Regions from separate parts of the Mus musculus genome. Here region 1 is linked to region 2. Evidence: chromatin contacts called from public HiCAR-type data. All regions are on one chromosome and are shown on one strand. The core of a region is the stretch at or near the end of the contact, and the rest is flanking DNA. Distances in the headings are between cores, read along the strand shown.

Region 1 (3,480 bases), core at 685-3,184, 380 kb before region 2:
GTCATTTACCAAGAATAGCCAGTTACCACTTTTACATATATCAGTCCAAACAGATTTTATGTATAATATATGTATATATTTTGCACATTCACTATACATATGTTGTATTTATATAAATTATATATATTATTTTGTATACATTTTGTATATATTTTGTAATAAATATACATATATACATATTTTTTAAAAATAGCAAAGTATGTGTACATACCACAGATTCTTAAAGTATGGGGGTATAACCTCCTGGGCCATGTAATAGAATATTGGGTGTTGTAAAAATTTTGGCAACACTAAGAGCTTTCTAAAGGCAAAAAAATGAAAATTAATGTTAAATCAAACAAGTAATGAGTCTAGGGTGTTTTTGGCAGTGTGGACAGTTCACATCCCATGATTTCACTGAAGACCAAGCTATCAACATACAACATGCGCACTAATCCTGTTGTCACACTGCACGAAGTGAAGCAACATTGCTTAAAACACCGTGGCTCAGAAGCAAGGCCGTTTCTCATTATGACTTGCAGGGTTTTTACTGTCTATGTAAAGTGTTGTGCTCATATGAACATAATAGTTTAGTTATGGAAAAGAAACTCTGTTAGTATTTTCTATTATCAGTATTCAGGGTGGAAGAAGTACATCCCTGCCCAGCAAGAACCAGTTAGAAAGCGGTTCCCGCAGCCACCAAGAGCCTATCTGGCATCACGTCTTTACACTGCTTGGCTAGCTTGTTTCTAAAGGGTCTGCGCAAATTGTTCTAAAGTAAACTTGGTTTCTTTAGCTAATATTTTAAGTGTGAGGGAAAGAACTTAAACAAATATGTGGATTTTTGTTACATTCCTCATGAGTTAGGGAAGTAGAACACACCACTCTCCAGCCGCACATCAGATGCCAGGCAGTCTGGACCACAGTTAGAGCGTCTATTGGAGGCTATTACTGCTGCAAGAAAATCCTGTTCCTAGACCAAGTTTGGGCAGCGACACCGAAGTTTACGAAGCTCATTTGCTCAACTCTTCCTTACTGAAATAACGGGCTTGAGTGTGATTATTGTTCTGTAGATTCAAATCACTATTGCTTAAAAACAAGAGAGCCACGGGAGGATAGCAAAATCGCCGGTTTGCGCTTCATCCTTTCTGATCACGCTCTGTCCCAGGAGCCGTGGGTTTGCAGTTTTCATCTCCCCTGCAGTTTATCTACTGCACTCGGAAAGAAAGACCGACTTTGTTTATAAATTTCTAAGAAGTTAAAACCACTAAGATCCACTCCTAGTGTTGCATATCACTAGCAGTATACAAAAGGAGATGAACCCTCTTAACGAAATCTCTCAGCAAGTTCTAGAAAGAAAAATTAGTTCGCTGGTCCCCAAGTGCAGACTGATGGAGGTGATTCTAGTGTTGGCATGGAATTTTCTTCTTTCTTTGAAATTTCCAGTTATAGGCTGGGCTACAACCCTTCGTCCTACATGAAAACACAGCTTTATTGTGGGTAGGAACAAGCCAATCGCTGTTAGCTGCTCTGTCTCCCTTTGCAATCCACGGGGTAAGAAGGCTACATCATGAGAGAGATGACTACAGAGCTGGTTGCCCAAATAGCTTTTTCCCCTGTCATGTTTTGATGGTTCCCGCCTGTTTTCCTAAGGCAGAAGAAGATGGGTTGAGCCTCTTGGGGGGGGGGGGGTTACTGTTTCTTTCCTGAGATGCTCAGTAGAGATGATGAACATGGGCCAGGGTGGGAAGCAGGGAGGACCCGGCTGAAATTTTGGCAAGGGCCGCAGAGTGGGCCCCACCTAAACACTGACAGAACACACGGTCCTGGTCCAAGCTGTTCCACAGATGTGAGCTGGGTGCCTCCCAGCTCCAGCTGATGTGGCTTAGTAGATGAAGTGGCATTTTCCCCTTAGGAGTCTCCAATGCTGAAATCCTCTCAGGGGATTGGCTGCTTATGATAACGCGTGCTTGAAGATAGCCCTCCACGCCCGTCTTTGGGTGACCTCATAGGCAAGAGGCAGAGTGGCCTCTGAAGGAAACTTGCAGAGTGGAGACTCCCGGGTGGGCGAGGTTCCCTTCCTGGTTTGGTAATCCTTATGACCCCACAGGGTATGGAGAGTGGTGTGAGGGTCTGGTCTCACACAGCTGTCGGGTGGGAAAGAGGGAACTGAGGCAGGAGGCGAGACTGCTGGCTCAGATATTTATTAGTTCACTGAGCAACTGCTGAGTGACAGGGGCTCCTCGCTCCCAGCAGGCGGCCATTCATGGAACATATTTTTAACGTGAATCGCAAGAGAATTAACAAAAATATGAAATGGCTAATTAGACTGCCATCTCACAAAGGCCCTGCCTGATGACAAGTTTCTTGGTCGGTCTCACCGGTTGCTGGTTTCCAAGCAGAATGAAGTCAGAGGCCATGAATCCTGGTCTCAGGCGGGGCCGCGGGGTGAGGGTTGCGGGGAAGAAGGGGATAAGGGTGGATATTCAGCAGGCCTTAATGTATTCCTAATGTGTTGGTGAGGTAAGCGTCTTCTAGAAGCCTCTGGGGTGGGGGCTGGGGAGGGCACCTCAGTTTGAGGTGGGAGCAGTGGTCTAGACACACAGAGTAATTCTAGAGAATCTGTTCTTTGTGCGACCAGTGGCAGAGTGGCCAGAAGGCTTTCTGGGAGATTTTAAACTCAGGAGCTGGTAACCCAGTTCTCGAGATCAGAAGAAGGATAGAAACTCGACTCTATTCGTTTGTGTAGGACTCACTATATCCCTGAAGGGTATACGAAAAATAAGTAAAATAAGGCTTTCTTCATTGTTTGATGGTTTATACTGCAGTTTCCCCATATTTAGAAGCAGAGTCCATGAAAGGCAGCATTGCTGGGTCATACTGAAGACTCTATAAGCTAAGCTTGGAAAGGATTTACAATATTCGTCTGTAACCTCATCTCACAAAAAGGAAGGAAGGAAGGAAGGAAGGAAGGAAGGAAGGAAGGAAGGAAGGAAAGAGAAAGAAAGAAAGAAAGGAAGGAAGGAAGGAAGGAAGGAAGGAGAGAGAAAGAGAAAAGACAAGATGAAGAAAAAGTTCTGTCCTGGGAATGAATAGAAGAGAGCAGCAAGGCCCTTTCTTTCATCTTCACGCAGACAGGCAGGCTAGCAGCCTAAGTCTAAGTAGGACTGGGGTTTTGGCAGCACCAGAACCCCAGATACTTCGGTAACCATTTTGCCATACAAACTACACAAAGTTTAGGGGCTCCAACGGTCATTGGTCTCCAAGAACAAAAGGCAGATCACCGCTGAGCCAGGTTCTATTTATCTCTAAGACTATTTACGTATTCATCTATTTAATTGTCCAGTGCCAGAAACAGAGTAGAATGAAATTGTTAACTCTTTCTGGGCAAGTGCTCTCCCACTGAACTCGGCCACACTGCTTTTGAGTTCCCTCCCCCCCTCCTCTCCCCTTCCTTCTTTCCTTTTGTGGGATGAGAGATCAAGCCCAGGGCCTTGTAGA
Region 2 (3,323 bases), core at 274-2,773:
CCATGTGACATTTGCACATAAGAAATTCTGGAAATAGATATTTTATAAATGCATACAATCAAGTTTATGAGAAGAAAGCAAAGGCTGGGGTCTTCAATCTCACTTTCCTACAACTCTGCCTCCACTCTAAACCCCCACAGTGGCCAGAGTATGCTTCTAAAAGTGCTAAAAGCTGGCTGTGTGACACCCTCCTGCTGGCCAAGGTTCTGCTGCTGTTGTTCCCTGAACCCTCCAGTTGTCTTTATTGCCCATCCATTCTCATGTTTCTTAGAAATAATCTTTGTTATCACTATCTTGATAGTGGATGCTCTATCTAAAAATAACTTAGGAGTGCCTGTGGCTTCCCATAGGTCTCGGGTCTCCCCACAACCCATGGAATCCTTAGAAGGCACAGCCCGATCTCATTAGAATTAAAACTCCACACAGCTCTAGAGTAGAGATGCTGGACCACCTTGTTATACGATGTATGCACACTTCACCTCTTTGTATGTCAGATCCCTCCTTGGTGAGTTAGAGGAAATCTTAGCATAGCATGCATCTCACCGAGTTTTTAGGATATTTAGAATAATATAAGTAATAAAATGAGATGTGGCATACACATATACATTTCAAGATAAATATTTGCCAATTCACTCTCCTTCTTCACCTATGCCTTTGGTGTTCCTGTAAACTTTTGCTTTGTTCTCATAAACTTAAGTATATGCATTTATAAAATATACAGTTCCGGAATGATGAGACAGCGGTGACAGAAAGTGGAGCTTTAAAAAAGGCATTAACTCCAGGGTCTTAATGACGCACTTAATGAGTCTACCCCAGGCACATTGTCCACATCTATGAAATGGGAGCGATGGCATAGACCTCGTGAGACTGCACAGAAGGTTACCAGGGAGAGTCTGTTTGAAGCAAGTGTTCAGTGTCTAGAGCTCACTAGGCAGGCTGGACCACAAACCTGTTCACTGCTTTCATCCAGCACACAGCCAGGTCATATTCTCAGCAGCATGTGGCATCCGGTTATCCAGTCCACTCATAAGTATGAATCAGTGCCTTCAACTAAAGAAAGAAGGTCACGAGGGAAAATGTAGAAAGAGAATTTAAAATAATCCTTTAAGATAAGATACAGAACCTAAAACTACCCCCATGGCCCCTGAGACTTAAGGTGGGCTCAGTATTCTACGGCTCTGATCAATGGCAGCTTCCTTTATTAGGGGAGTCCCCGCAATAGGAAAAGGCCCCTTGGCCCCAGTCAGTCAGCACACACATGAGTCCTGACTGATACATGGGAATGCTAGTCAACTGGACAATAGGAGGGAGGGGTGGGGTGCACAGAGGCCCACTGCCAGCTCCGTAGCTGTACTCCCTCACTGAGAACGTGACTGCCACGAGGCACTCGTGTTGATTTTTCCCAGAGGACGAGAAGGAAGGCTATTTCCATGGGGGCGTTAATGTGGAGGGGTGTGGGCAGTGCAGCGGAGACTCCTGTGGCTACATTCTTTCTTGGCAGGCAGAGTGATAGGGTGTGGGTGTCCTGTCATCAGATCTGCACGACATTAGCCCAACCCATTACATCAGCAGGAATCGCATCCCTCAGGGAGGAGTGAAGGCCAGGGCAGCAGGGCCAGCTCATCCCACAGCAAGGCATTACAAGCTGTTGCCTCTCCCCTGCCCCGTTCTTTCTGGATTCCATGGGAATTGCTACTCCCGAGGCCCACCACATCTCAGGCACCACCTAGGTGTTTAATTTATGTTCAAATATTTAATTCCCCCAATATCCCTTCCAAGAATGCGATCACATCCATATTTTATTAGTGACTTCAGTCGGGCTCAGGGAGGTGAAGTCATTGGCCATGATCATCGCATAGTCAGTGTTTGGCAGAGCTGGGATCCAAGCCCAGATCCATGTTAAACTACAGCCCCTGTTTTGTTTGATGGGACTCCATATCCTCCCAAGGACCCCTTTTGAGACAGCCTTTTCCTGCATGCCTATATTTGGAATAGTATGATACTGGCAATAAGTCTCTTTTGCCTTATTATTCTGTGAAATTAAATCCACCTTGACATAGTTCATATTGTTTGGTTACATTTCCAAAGTGCTACCTGTCCATGTCACAAACACACTGCAGTCCAGAAAGCAAGGCCCTGATTCTGCCATCCATCTCTTGGTATGTTCAGAAAGCATACCAAGCTACATTGGGAATCATGATGAATTTATCAGACCCAACAAAGCCTCCTGGCAATTTCTATCAACATCCACACATCCCTACATTCACCCTTTCTGATTCTTTAGTCAGAAAATGTCAAATTAGAAAGCATTACATTACCAAGCATCTAGTTATACATGGGAGATATAAAATACCTACTGTCTCAGAGTTTCACAATCACAGACCAAACCTGTCTTAAACTCTTAAGTTTCTGATGTGGGCCTTTGTCTGTTCTTCTACTCTACATTTTTAATTATCCACTGAGCACAGGCTCTTCTCTTTTACTAGGGTACTGGTGTCATGAGATTCTCTTTCTACTCACCATTCTCAGCCTAGAGTACTGCTGAAAGCAAGAAATCTGACAGAATTATTAACATTCACCCCATGGTCCAACTTGGCTTAGGTATTGGAACCCACCTCTCATATTGGATATTGAGTAAGTTAAGGCCAAAATTATCTCAGACATGCCTTCACTCAATCAAGCTAACCCAAGATTCTTCTCTGAGACAAGGGCAAACCACCACCAATTCTACTTCAGCAATGATCAGGGCAACCTCAGTGAGTTTCACGATAAGACAGAAATTGCCCTAAATTCCTCTTGAGTCAGTCTCCTGTTCACTGAAGTACTTCTGCGTGTAATATACCCAGTCACATTACTTATCATTATCCATTGCCAAGATCTTTAGTCCACTGTATGTTCACATGTGTGTGCATATATGTGTGTGCAGGGGCATGTGTGTTATTAATGTCACACAGGCTAGAGCCATTTGGAAGAGGGAGCCTCAGTTGAGAATAAATCCATACCACATTGGCCTATGAGGGTATTTGCTTGATTAGCAATTGATGTAAGAGTCTCATTCTCTGTGAGTGGTGCCATCCCTAGGCTAGTGGTCCTGAGTACAATAAGAAAGCAAATTGAGAAAACCATGAGAGCAAGCCAGTAAGCAGTATCCCTCCATCCTTCCATCTTCTCCTGCCTCTGGACTCCTGTGTTGAATTCCTACACTGACTTCCCTCAGTGGGGAACTCTGCTGTGGAACTGTAAGCAGCAATAAATCCCTTTCTCCCCAATACTTTGTTGTCATGGTGATAGAACACTTGTCACAGTGATAGGGGCTTAACTAA

What was found. HiCAR-type assays count read pairs that join an accessible place to other places.
Region 1: a HiCAR-type map of fibro-adipogenic progenitors shows a contact between it and region 2, with 6 times the contacts expected there. The contact joins two enhancer-like sites. A contact is called at or near these places in 1 of 15 datasets of contacts at CTCF or cohesin (large pre-B cells), 3 of 484 Hi-C or Micro-C datasets (the AML12 cell line, bone marrow-derived macrophages and cardiomyocytes) and 2 of 115 datasets of contacts at active chromatin or transcription factors (bone marrow-derived dendritic cells and fibro-adipogenic progenitors).

The regions. Positions count from the first base shown.
Region 1 is chr6:53,713,540-53,717,019 of GRCm38.p6, reverse strand. No RefSeq gene overlaps it. Among named protein-coding and RNA genes, the nearest start is that of Tril, 110 kb to the left of the region's middle. Within about 2 kb of position 1,934, at least 11 of the 459 cell types and tissues checked have an H3K27ac peak or open chromatin away from gene starts, as enhancers often do. A contact at or near this core is called in fibro-adipogenic progenitors, where this site is marked.
Region 2 is chr6:53,335,726-53,339,048 of GRCm38.p6, reverse strand. The region is part of intron 1 of Creb5 (cAMP responsive element binding protein 5); the gene reads right to left. Among named protein-coding and RNA genes, the nearest start is that of Creb5, 50 kb to the right of the region's middle. Within about 2 kb of position 1,523, at least 47 of the 459 cell types and tissues checked have an H3K27ac peak or open chromatin away from gene starts, as enhancers often do. A contact at or near this core is called in fibro-adipogenic progenitors, where this site is marked.